2 separate regions of the Mus musculus genome follow, and region 2 is linked to region 1. The links are chromatin contacts, called in public Hi-C maps. All regions are on one chromosome and are shown on one strand. Each heading gives the region's core, a stretch centred on a gene start, on an enhancer-like site or on the middle of the called end of the contact. The rest is flanking DNA. Distances are from core to core; before and after follow the strand shown. Region 1 overlaps Ksr1 (kinase suppressor of ras 1). Region 2 has its middle 16 kb from the start of Ksr1.

What was found. A called contact is a pair of places that touch in the nucleus more often than the background predicts.
Region 2: a Hi-C map of bone marrow-derived macrophages shows a contact between it and region 1, with 51 read pairs. The contact joins two enhancer-like sites. A contact is called at or near these places in 4 of 15 datasets of contacts at CTCF or cohesin (CD8 T cells, large pre-B cells, pro-B cells and 1 more), 29 of 484 Hi-C or Micro-C datasets (B cells, the C2C12 cell line, CD4 T cells and 16 more), 9 of 115 datasets of contacts at active chromatin or transcription factors (the HPC-7 cell line, acute myeloid leukemia, embryonic stem cells and 3 more) and 1 of 9 other capture datasets (embryonic stem cells).

What each region holds. Positions count from the first base shown.
Region 1 is chr11:79,029,057-79,035,346 of GRCm38.p6, forward strand. It overlaps Ksr1 (kinase suppressor of ras 1), which reads right to left. Exons shown (of 19, transcript NM_013571.3): 10 at 4,162-4,327; 11 at 1-27. Gm11201 (predicted gene 11201) reads left to right here. Exons shown (of 6, transcript NR_045873.1): 4 at 1,591-1,677; 5 at 1,805-2,084; 6 at 3,387-5,949. Among named protein-coding and RNA genes, the nearest start is that of Gm11201, 8.6 kb to the left of the region's middle. Within about 2 kb of position 1,700, at least 118 of the 459 cell types and tissues checked have an H3K27ac peak or open chromatin away from gene starts, as enhancers often do. A contact at or near this core is called in bone marrow-derived macrophages and extraembryonic ectoderm, where this site is marked.
Region 2 is chr11:79,159,385-79,165,344 of GRCm38.p6, forward strand. No RefSeq gene overlaps it. Among named protein-coding and RNA genes, the nearest start is that of Ksr1, 16 kb to the left of the region's middle. Within about 2 kb of position 2,182, at least 12 of the 459 cell types and tissues checked have an H3K27ac peak or open chromatin away from gene starts, as enhancers often do. A contact at or near this core is called in bone marrow-derived macrophages and extraembryonic ectoderm, where this site is marked.

The sequences.
Region 1 (6,290 bases), core at 450-2,949:
GGGCTGCCTGAGAACAGGCTGAAATGTCTGTAGGAAAAAAGAACAGGAGCAGAGTGAGAGAGAGCTTGCCTTCATCCCCAAAGACCGGCACACCAGGGCACCCCCTCTCTCCTGAGCTGCCGCTGCTCCTCAGGCCACTTCCACCAGGAGCTTACTGCGTTCTGTAAGCTGCCACAGACTCAGTCTACAGCCTTTGGTCTACATCGCTGCCCCTGGCAGAGGCTCCACGTGAGTGACTCTAGAGAGACCCCAATAATTAATACCAATGCCCTGGGCCCAAATGATTCTGCAAGTGACAAAAGCTAACACTACTACCTCTGGTAGGAAGCAGGGCTAGCTGTCACTTTTTAAAGTAGGGACCCCCTTTGCCTAGCTAGTGGCAGAGCCGGCAGCTCTATGGCACCTGATAACACCTGTGATACCGACATCCGGTATATAGCTGCGGGTCACCCAATTGGGTGGCTAGTGCCATAGCTCTGGGTAAGATGAGGGAATTCAGTCTGTGTACCAGGAGGCTCCAGGCCAGGCAGCTGAGGCTGACCCCTGACCCTAGGTAGTCTAGTTGTAGCATAAAGACCCGCCTCTAGGGCACCAGAAATAGATGGTCCCCTCAAAAGTGGAGGCGAAGTGCTACATGAAGAGTGGTGGTAGGGGTCAGTGCTCCCCTCTTTCAACAAAGAGGATCAGTTAGTAGAAACTGCTCAAGCTGTCAGTAGTCCCTCCCCTGCCCGGACAAAAACCTTCCTTCTCAGCCCGCGGAACCAAACTCTGACAGAAGCTGTGGGCCTTCTTAACGGGGCACGCACACATGTGCCTGACATCCTGGTCAGTGTTGGGAGTCCACGGGCCTCAGAAACATCTCCAGCCTCTCCGGCTACCGCTATAATGGCCTCTAGACTACCAGGCCAGCATGTCCACACGTGCTCAGAACATTCCAGAAGCTACACATGCCTTAGATGAAGTGTAGGAAGTGGGGGTGTGGGCGGACGTCTGGGAAGCCTCACACCTGCTCTTGGAAGCTAAGAGTACATTGTGCAGTCTGTTCCTACCTGTCCCTGTTACAACTGGTATATGGGGCTCTACGCCCACCTTCAGGACAAAACAGGCCATTCAGGAAAAAGCACTGTGGCTCCTCGGTTGGGGAGGAACACTAGTATACATAGCCTAGAGATGGTAACTAGGAAGGCTCTTGGGAGGTAGGGGATCATACAAAAGGGGCGGATCTCCCAAGCTGTGACAGCTGGCGATCACACCCAAGTAGCGTTACAGGGATAAGGGTTGCCAAATGCTCCAACTCAGTTCCTGAATGGAGCTGATCTGGGAGATAGAAAGGCCTGGAATACCCAAATACTGAGTCTTCCAGTCTTGGCAAACCAGAGGAAAAAAAAGACTATTAGAGTCAGCTAAAGCCCACTGTGTGGAAATACTGTATTTCCAGCGGGAGGAGAAAAGCATTGATCCTATACAGACAGAAGGTGAAGAAGTATGGCCAAATGCACAGGTGTGCAAAAATAGATTTTTTTTTTTTGTAGGAGGGAATCAATCCATGCCTTATTGAATGAAAGTTTTTTTTCTTCAAACTTTCTGCAGTGAGAAGGTAGTTCCAGTGACGGCCAGCAGGGGGCGCTGTGTGTTAAGGCTGGGAAAGGCAAAGCCAGCTGACAGATGCCAATGCCTGTAAGACTCTCCCTAATTGGCTTTGCCTTGTTCATTATTCACCAGGCACCATCAGCAAGCAGTTCCTCTCCCTCATTCTGCAAATGTGTGAGTTCTGCTTTCTTATCTGTCTCTTATCACTTCACAGCAGTGTGACCCTGAACCAGTTCCCTGTAAAAGACTAGGGAGGATGGACAGACTCCAGAGTCCCATCCAGCAAGGTACTGCCCACATGAAGGTCCACACCTCCAGGACTTCGCAACCTCTTGCCTAGCTGCAGTGGACTCAAACGTGTGGGGAGAAGGCACCCGGCGGGAAGGAGAGGGTCCCAGCAAGGGGCAGTTAGTGGACCCACGCAGAAGACTCACCTGGGAAGATAAACTGCTGTCTATGATGAATGAAGTAGGCAGCTTTAAACAGAAGAGGAGGTGAGTCACACAGTGCACAGGCAGCGCGGGAGGAGGGGGGGCGTGGGCTTGGGGGGAGCAGGCACTGGTTATTGGCTTAGGCGGCTCTGCCCCAGGGGCTCTGGTGAGAAAAGGTGGAGCCATCCAGGAAAGAGACCCAAATTAGGAGAGAGTCGGGGCGTGGATAGCCCCGAGTGGTGATGCTGCACTAGAGATGGGGCGGCAGCACACCAGCTCGGTGGTTCCCTAGCCGCACAGCCCTGGCCAGTGCGCATGGGGGAAAAGCTCGGACCAGGTTTATTCTAGAAAGATGTCCTTGAGTCAGGAGGCTCAGGTAGAGTAGGGAGATCAGTGGCTTTGACAAGGTTCAATGGTGTGTGCAGAAAAGCCTCGTTCCCTTCAGTCTGGCCCCGCCCGGAAACAGCTTAACCTCACTGCCTGAGTTCTGGATCGGGCTAAGTGCTGTGATTCCAGACTTAGAACCATGACATACCACTTGCTTATGTTTTTGAGATGCTTGCTATCTTGCTTGGGCTGGTTTCAAACACATGGGCCCCATTCTCCTGCCTTGGCCTTGCAAGAAGTTGGAACTCTAGGAGAGTCCAACCTCGGCTCTACTCCATGCTAAGGCTCTGGGGACTGAGGAGGCAGTTAACCCCTCAGTGCCTTATTGAACAAGGGAGATATATGAGCTTGCCCAGGCTTTCCTGTGCAGGACAGCTATGAGGATCCTGGACAGCACAGGACAGGTAGGTGGTGGGAGGGGTTCAAGCCTTCTCAGTTCCCTAGGGATCTGTCTGTGAGTCCACTATGATCATGGAGAAGGTGACACTTCTGCATAAGGGATGAAGGAAACCCATCTCCTTTATGGGTCATCTGTGTTAGTGGAAAGGGTCCGATCAATATAATAAAAAAGACTTTTTTTTGTGTGTGTGTCCCTTGCTTTTCAAACTGGCCCTTCTGTGGAAAACCCAAACTAGATGGTTTAGCAAACAGAACTTGTTCAGAGAGTAAAGGCAGAGCAACAGGAAAGGAAGTGAATCCAGGGGCTGTGGCTGTGTTAAACCAGAGGGTGGGGTGGTACGCAGGGCACAAACTTCACTGCACTGTTAGGAGCAATCCAGCCACATGCATATTAAGGAAGGCACAAGAACAAGGGACGGAAGAGTCCTACCCCTTGCCACCCCCAAGAGAAGTCCCAAAGTCCCCAATGGGCCAGAGGCTGCTTGGCCAGCTGCTGGCTGTATATAGGGTTAGTGTCGGTCTCATTAGCCAGGTGAAGGGTTGAGGGGTGTGGTGGTACTCTTGTCTTTCTGGGCTTAGAATTCTAGGAACCAGTGATGGGACTGATCTGGATCCTGTGGGCTACAACAAACAGGAACATCACTGTGCAGCATTTCCCATTAGGACTAAAGACCAGATAAGCCCAGGACTGAGGTTTGACATCTCTTGCCAAGGTGACAGCTAAGTGCCATGTAGGTAAGTGGGCCTTGCTCTGCACCCTGGAGACAGGGCAGCCCAGTGTGGCTGACCAGAACCAATGGTAAGACAGGAATGCAATCCTGGCCTCTTCCAGCAGTTCCGGGGCAACCGGGATCTGAGCATAGCTTCTGAGGGCAGCTGGGCTCAGCTCTGCTCCTCCAGGGTTGCCCCAGGGCCCGGAATCCTCACCTGCTCAGTGGTGACCACCTTATTTTAATTCCCTATGGTCTCTGGGTGGCACAGGAAGGGATGTGAGATCGTCTTTGCGTAGCTAGACCCAGGCACAGAACTGGGTATGCAACAGATGCACTGTAGGTTTCTTGCTCCCTGCTGCCTATCACGACACTCTCAAGTTCAGACATCAGCTCTGAGAGAGGATGATGCCGGGCAGAAACTACGCCAAGCCCAGGCTGGCATCCCGGGTCATCCTAAGAAGCCAGGCTCTGTGTACATTGCTGGGCCAGCCACTCCTCCTTCCTTAACCCCAGCGTCCTCATCTGTATGAAGTGCATTAATCCTATGCTCAGCAGATGCTCTGCCGACTCAGCTCTCGGGGGAGATGGGGAGAGATCTGAAGGTATCCCTCGGGACCCAGAAAAGCCCAGAGGTGTGGTACCTGGGAAGCTGAACCTGCTGTCCCGCTGGCCAGGTGACGGGTTGGGAGGCGTGGTGGCACTGGAGGGATTAGATGAGGTCAGGAAAGGTGCCGGCGATGAGGGTGTGGAGGACGTGGTGGAGGATGGGTTGCTGCTGGAGTCCAGGTTCATGGCTGGAGGGTGCTCCTGCAAGGCCAGAGATGCGGAGATGAGCAAGGCTGCAAGCTCAACTCAGCCTCTGCCACCTGGGGCGCCCGCCCTCCTTCCACCCCCTCCATCTCTACAGGTGGAGGTTGGAACAGGAGATCCTTGGGGGCCCATTCTGAAGCCCCAAGATTATCTGGGACTAATATACGATGGAAGGACACTTAAGAGACCCTCTCCTAAAGGATTCCTGCCCATCTTTCTCATTGCAGTTCCTTCTTCTCCCCAGAAGCCTGCCTGAAGCCTGCCTGAACTATACTCTTCCTCTTCATCCTTCCACAGTGCTCAGCATTTCCGCACCCAGGCACCGTAACGGACCCTATGTCAGCTTCTGACAGCCGAGGGTGGTTTGACCATCTCTCCCGCCCCAGCACCCGCCTGGCTTTGAGCTGGGCACCTTCTTAATGAAGTGAATTTATATTGTGACCAACATTTATGCAGCTTCAGGCCCCTCGGCAGGAAGCAAATCGAGTCTGTGGTTTTGTGATCTTGTCCTAGTGTCAAGGAACTCAGAAAACCCCACAAAACTCCGGAAGAGGCCACAGCTTGGGCCAATGTTGTCCGCTGTCTCGAAGAGTTAAGAATTCCAGAACTGAGGACTGGCAATGTGGTTCAGCTGGTGTGATGCTTGCCCCAGGTCTGGTTTTGATCTCAGCCCCGCATAAACTGGGCGTAGTGCTTCAGGAGGAAGTTGAGGCAGGAGGCTCAGAAGCTTAAAGTCAGCCTTGGCCATAAAGTGAGTTTCAGACCAGGCTGGGATACATGAGAGCTTGTCCCAAAAAAGGGGGAAAAATCCCAGAGCTAGAAAGAAATTTCTAAGAGAGATTCCAGGAAGTGATCAGTGGGCAGGTCTAGTTCACACCCCCGTGACTTATTAACGCCATTTCTTTTACAAGCATGCATGGTCACCTAAATTAGATCAGGCTAGCCAGAGCTTGCCAACAGATGGCTTGCCGGCTAGGGAGAAATATTGGGAGCTGTGGAAGGATAAAGAGGAAGCTTAAAGTTCCAGGCAGGGTTTGGACAGGTTTGCTTGCTGGGAGACCTCAGGCCCCAGCAGGGATGGTACTGGGCCAGAGCAGGGAGCACTGGCCTCCCAGCTCTCTGCAGGAGGGGCCCACAACACCCCCACAACACCGCAGCATCAATTCCTGTCCAGCTGCCTCTGGCAAAAATGCAGACGGCAGGCTCAAGTCTTGGTCAGGCATGGCTTCTAGTCAGGATGAAGTGGTTTCTGGATTTTAATGACATCTGGGTATGTGTACATGTGTGAACACATGTGTCTTCATGTGCCCGGAGAAACTGAGACACTTTCTACCCTGTTTTCTGAGGCGCCCTCACTGAGCAGGATACACACTGATGTGGCCAGACCGGCTGATCAGCAAGGGTCTTCCTGCCTCCACTTGATTGGTACTTAGACCCACAGGTGCACCGCCACATCTAGCTTTCTGTTCCATTTCTGTTCATTTCTTTTAAAGACAGGGTCTCCCTATACAGTCCTGGCTGGCTTGAGACTTGCTATGTAGATCAGGCTGGCCACGAACTCACGGGATCTCTGCCTGCCTTAGCCTCCTGGGTACGGGGATTAAAGGTGTTAAGCTGTTATGACTCTCATGCCTGGCTTTGTACGTGGGTGCTGGGCATCAGAATCCAGGTCCCCACAGTTACATGACAATCACTTCATGAACTAAGCCATCTCTCCAACCCCAGTGACATTATTTTATCAATTACCTTCTACCTATGGAAGATGATATTTCTAATTATAATGATGATGAAAAACTGAGGGGGGGGTTTCTAGTTATGGTGATGGGGGATTGTACACCAGCAGATTCCGAATATGAATCTTGGTTGGCTGTGCCCATGAGGACAGAGCCAGATAGATGGTCTGCAGTAGTCAGGATGGTCCCAGGGAAGCCCAGGGTCAATGTGGCAGGAACTGGGGAGG
Region 2 (5,960 bases), core at 932-3,431, 130 kb after region 1:
AGTATCCATGGGGTGCCCCACTTCTGCTTGGCCCACCTTCAGAGTCTCTGCATCAATAATTTCCAATTAGGGCTCACCTGAAGCTTTTCCTTCCATCTACACTAAAGCTTTCCCAGTGCTCGGCCTGCCTTGGACACTGCAAACGTGGGCGGGCGCTAGCAGCTAACTCCTCTCCTGGTTCTCCTTTGAGTGGTCATTGTCTGGTCCCACTGTTAGAACTAAAGGCAGCAAAAGTAACGGAGATAAGGAATTAATAGGTTCTATTTCTTAATTGTCTTCTTTTTTTTAAACATCTCACTAACTCTTTGTAAATTTCACATCATAGACCCCAACCCCACTCATCTCCCCATCTCTTTGTATCTGCCCTCCGCCATTGCAACCTCCCCCTAAGAGAAAATTTAAAAAACAAAAATAAAAATAAAAAAATAAACAAACAAAACCAAAACCAAATCTTGAGGAAGCTGTAGTTTATCCACACATCTTTATTTGCAAATGTTCATTGCAATGAGTCCTTGGTCTGGTTCCAGGCCTCTGGCTTCCACTATACCATCAATACTGGATCCTCACCGGGACTCCTCTCTGCTATCCTGTTTTTTCTGTGTCATGGAGATCCTGCAGATTTGGATCTTTAGGACTGGCCCCTCCCTTCACAAGCTCCAGTAGTTCACAGATGGGGTAGATGTCAGGGTGGGCCATCTCAAAGCCCTGGATCTGGGCCTGTGTGGTAGCTGAGTTGGTCAGCCAGCCAGTTCTGTATCCACACTACTAGGAGCTCGCTTCTATCCAGCACTGCTGCCATAGCTCACCCAATGCCAAATCTGGCAAGGGGCAGGCCCAGCCCTCCCACTCTCATGCCCTAGAGCAAGCTCACTTGTGCCCCCACCACCAAGGTCAGCTCTGCTGTGCTTCCCAGGCATGGTGCAGGACCCAAAGCCAGTAAGAGGCAGGGGCAGCTCTGTACAGCCCTTGGTCATGAACAGGGTCCCAGGTAGCAGCTTAGACCAGGGACGTCCCCTTGGCCTTTGTTGGTAATATGAGTCACAGACATCGGCACAGACCCCAGCTGCGGCATAGCCGCAGTCCCAGACACAGCCCTCAGCAGCAGCATAGGCTGGGACTTCATTATGGCCTCAGGCGGCAGGGCAGGCTGTTCAGATCAGGCTGTTCCTCTCCACCTTCGAGTCTCCAGTTCTGCCTCTCTTCATAGGGCTCAAACCTTTTGGCTTTTCTTTCTCTCCTGTCTCTCCATCACATGCTTGCACATCATAATGGCAAGTGGAGGGGGTGGGTATCTTCCCCGATGCAGCGGGTCTTTTTTAGGGGCGCGGGGGGGTCTCACTATGTAGCCCTAGCTGGATTGGAACTCACTATGTAGACCAGGTTGACTCAAAGACCTGCCTGCCTCTACCTTCTAAGTGTTGGGACCAAACATGAGTACCACCTTGCCAGGCCGGATCTTTTTAAAAATAAGACATAACAACTTTGCTAATGGAAGAGTAGGGAAAGAGGGGTGGTAGGGAAAGAAAGTGGAGAGCAGAAGAGACTTGAACACCACACTGAGCAGCTGGCCCCACTGTCTAACAAGAAGACTGTCCAGTGAGTCACGGTCAGAAGCTGGGAGTGGGGTGCTGTTAACGTGCAGCATAGGCTAGACCTTCCCATCCTCCTGCTTCAGCCTCCTAAGGGTTAGAATCACAGGTGGGGGCCACCATGCCCAGGCAGCACTAAGCTGTGTTAGGTCTCAGCTGCCACTATGATTTGACTGCTGGGAATTGAAACTCCAAAATGATGGTCTTTGGAAGTGGGGCCTTGGGGAGGTTGTTAGGATCAGAAGAGGTCATGAGGGTGGAGCCCCGTGACCTTTTTTGTGACTTTATAGGAAGAGGAAGAGAAACCGGGGATGGCACTCTTTATGTAGCACATGCCAAGCAGGGGCTAGAACCACACATGCCAGCCTCTAGAAACATGAGCCAAATAAACCTCCATTCTGTGTCAACTACCCAGCCTCAGGTACTTCATCATAGCCACAAAACAGACTAAGAAAGAAGCCCCTAGGTGAAGGGCTCCAACACGGCAGTGACTCACTGAGCCTGGACGCAGAGGAAGACCAAGCAGAAGGAACTGCTGGAGCCTGTACCTTGGTTTCTATACCCAGGAGCACAGGCAAAACCACAGGAAAGAGCGTAACCAAAGGAGAGGCAAGGATACAGGACTGAGCTGCAGTCAGAGATACGCAGACAGGAGGAGGCCCCAGCAGTGGCTCAGAGGAAGAAGAAGCTAGCACAGATGGAGCCCTGTTCTCCCCTGAAGAGCAAGGGCTACCCAGGCTGTCTGCTGCACCCTTCTCACCAGTCTCCTCTCTGCAGTTGCCTAGGGGCTGTGGTTAGCTCAGCCCTGACTGCCTCCCATTGTTTCTGACCTTTGTACCTGCTGTCCTTCTCTGGTGTCTCAAAAGTCACTCTTTACCACTAAGTCAAACACATCTGAGATACGAGACATAGAAAATAAGGGCTGCGGGCAGTGGCACAAAAAGTCTGTCATCCCAGCAATAGGGGCCGAGGCAGGAGAATTAGGAGTCAGGATCTGCCATGAAGCTCTCGAAACAGTACAAGTCAAAAGTTTTGCCAATGAATGTGAATTAATCCTTTGCTTCCTCCCGGTACCTTTGCCAAGAACTGGTGGTTTTTAGACAGCCAGATCCTGTCTTTAAAAAATAAAATAAAATAAAATAAAATAAAATAAAATAAAATAAAATAAAGCAGGGGAGGAGGCCAGGGATGTGGGTTCCAAGGATGGAACTTAGGTCAATCAGGTTTATCAGCAAGTGCCCTTGCCTGCTGAGCCATCTCACTGGCCCCTGGCCTTTCATTTGTGAACACTGGTGTTACGTATTCTTAGATACAGTTTCTGTGTTTTCTCCTCTCTGTCTGTTACGAGCCCGACCATGTCTTCAGAAAGTACATAGCACACACTTCTGTACGAGGCAGGACATTTTAGTACCTAGAGAGGATTCTTGGTAGGGTCACTACTGCTGTGATGAAACACCATGACCAAAGCAACTTGGGGAGGGAAGGGATTATCTGACTTCCACTTCCACTTCCACATCACTGCTTATCACCGAAGGACATCAGGACAGGAACTCAAGCAAGGCAGGAACCTGGAGGCAGGACCTGATACAGAGGCCATGAATGGGTTGCTTACTGGCTCATGGCTTATTCAGCCTGCCTTCTTATAAAATCCAGGACCACCAGCCCAGTGATGGTACTACCCACAATGCACCGAGGTCTCCCTATCAATCACTAATTTTAATAATGCCCTACATCCAGAGCTTACGGATACATTTTCTCAGTTGAGAGTCCCTTCTTTCCGATAACTCTAGTGTGTGTGTCACACTGACATAAAACCATCCAGGATCAGAGCACTACCTCATTCTTTGAAATATTTAGAATCTTAGTCTGTGGATTGATGGCCTCTTGTGTAACAAATCCCCACTGACAAAGCACTCCCGGTGTCTTACATAGGAACACCCAGCTTTGCGCACTCTGTCCTAACGCGTGCCTTTGGGTACTTCCCTAGAAGGACGATTTCAAGCCAAAGGAGGTGACTGATATTTTTAATTTAACAGATATTGCCAAGAAGCAATCTAAAGAGTGCAAGTCAAAAGTTTTGCCAATGAGTGTGAATGAATCTCTTGCTTCCTCCTGATACCCTTGCCAAGAACTGGTGGTTATTATCAATGATTTTAACCCAGTCACACTTCTGGTGGAAAAAAAAAATGGCATTGCGTGATTGTCTCATCTTGGATAGTGCAGAATACAAAGCAGTTTCCCTGGAGTTTATCAGGTTTGTCCACTTTATATGATTTTCTTTCCTTTTTTAAAAAATAAATTTTTAAGAGATTTAAGTATTTCTCTTCTACACATGTGAGTGTTTTACCTGCATGTATCCCTGTGCGTCGGGTACGAGACTGATGCCCGGGGAGATCAGAAAAAGGCATCAGCTCCCGCTGGAACTGGAGTCACAGAGAATGGTGAGCCAGCTGGTGTGGCTGCTGGGATCGAACCTGGGTTCTCCGCAAGAGCAGCAAGCGCTCTTAGCCACTGAACCAGTCCCAGATTGTTTTTTTTTTTTTAATTTCTTATTAGCAAGGATTTCTTGTTATAGATTAATTTGCTTCCTATCATATAGCTGTTACAGATACTTTATTTAGCTTTTGGAGACGAGGTCTCATGAGGCTGGAGACCCTGTGATCTCCACATATGCTGCTTTTTGTTGTTGTTGTTGTTGTTGCTGCTGTTGTTGTTGTTGTTGTGACAGGGTCTCACCATGCAGCCCCAGCTGACCTGGAACTCACTATGTAAGTGAGACTAACCTCAGATTCACAGAACCCCCCTGCATCTAACCTCAGAGTGCTGAAACTGAAGGCATTTGACACCGGCACACACCTACTGCTTTTGCAGAGGACCATGGCTCCTGAGCTCCATCCCAGCACCGACACCGGGCAGTTCATGCCCACACCGGGTGGCTCATAACTGCCTGTAATGACAGTTCTGGGGGTGATCTGCTACCTCCTGCTCTCCACAGGCACCTGCATTCATATGTACTTACCCACACAGAGACATGTACATATAATTAAAAATAAAAGAAATCTAAAAGGAAAAAAGGCAAGGTCTCCCATAGCCTAGGAGGCTCTGCCTTTGATTTGTGCCCCAGGGTGACCTTGAGTGCTGAGATTGCCATGAGACACTGAGTCTGGTTCAGGTGGTGCTGCTATACAGAAGCGAGTACACAATCAGCCCAGCTACGTCCCCAGTTGATCTCATGCCCTCACCACACACAGACAGACCCCTTCTGACAGGTTTTTATGTAGCCTAGAGTGATCTGGAACCCTGATCTCCTGCCTCCACGTCCCAAGTGGTGGGGATCACAGGCATGCCCCACCACACCCAGCTTCTTCATTATCTCCCCTTATAAAGCTCTGGAATTTTGTGTGATCATGAATAACAACCTTTTCTCCCTGGTTTCATTTTCTGTGTCATGCTTATAAAGTCCCTAGGTGCCTCAAAAATCCATTTCTAAAACACACACACTCCTCTTTCCCCTAGCTCTTTACTGCTTTTATTTTCTCACAGACAAACATCTTTGAAGCATCTGGAATGATTTTGATGTCGAGAGGTAGGACTTTGTTCTTCTTTGTAAATATATTTTATTGGGTGAACAAAGGAGACACTCTCCAGACCTACGTAAAGTTGAAGGCTTCCTAAAGGATTAGATTAGATGCATAGTAAAGTTCCTTGCTCACTCGACAATTATTTCAAACGCACTTGCTGGCGCGGTAGAAGGCAATAGAGAATCGGATCAGCTACGGCTCCCACCCGTGGGGGCTGTTAGAGTTCACGGAGGAGGCAGACACTGGCCAGACTGCATGCTGGTTATAAAAGCTCGCTGAGGAGCCATGAGCATATGACAAAGGAATCTATCTCGGTTTGGGGGTCAGAGAAGGGGGTCACTGGTGAAAGAAGGGATTTCAGGGCCAGGAGGAGGTATAGAGAGACTTCATCACAATGACCAGTGTCCCACCCCATCCCACCCACAGGAACCTGGAGGGGAGAGGACCCCTGGAAGTCTGTCAGGATTAAGGCAAGGAGCCTAGACCTTTAGCACCTCTTTCTCTGTCCACCAAGTCTGATGAACTCTGTCCTGGCAGTGCCTCTTCCTTTCCACAGTGAGCAGAATCTGTGAGTAGCATCCTGTGGCTCTCCTGGAAGCTGAGGAGGGAGGGTCCAGTCCTGACGTGGGTGTCTGTGCATCTCACCGCCAGGTTCACTTCACAAGCCTCTAAAGAGGCTGGCGTGGGGCTAGACTGGGACTCTTATTTGCCCTCAAATAAGACTCAAAGTCCTCACCAGCTGTGGTGGCACATGCCTTTAATCCCAGCACTCAGGAGGCAGGGGCAGGCG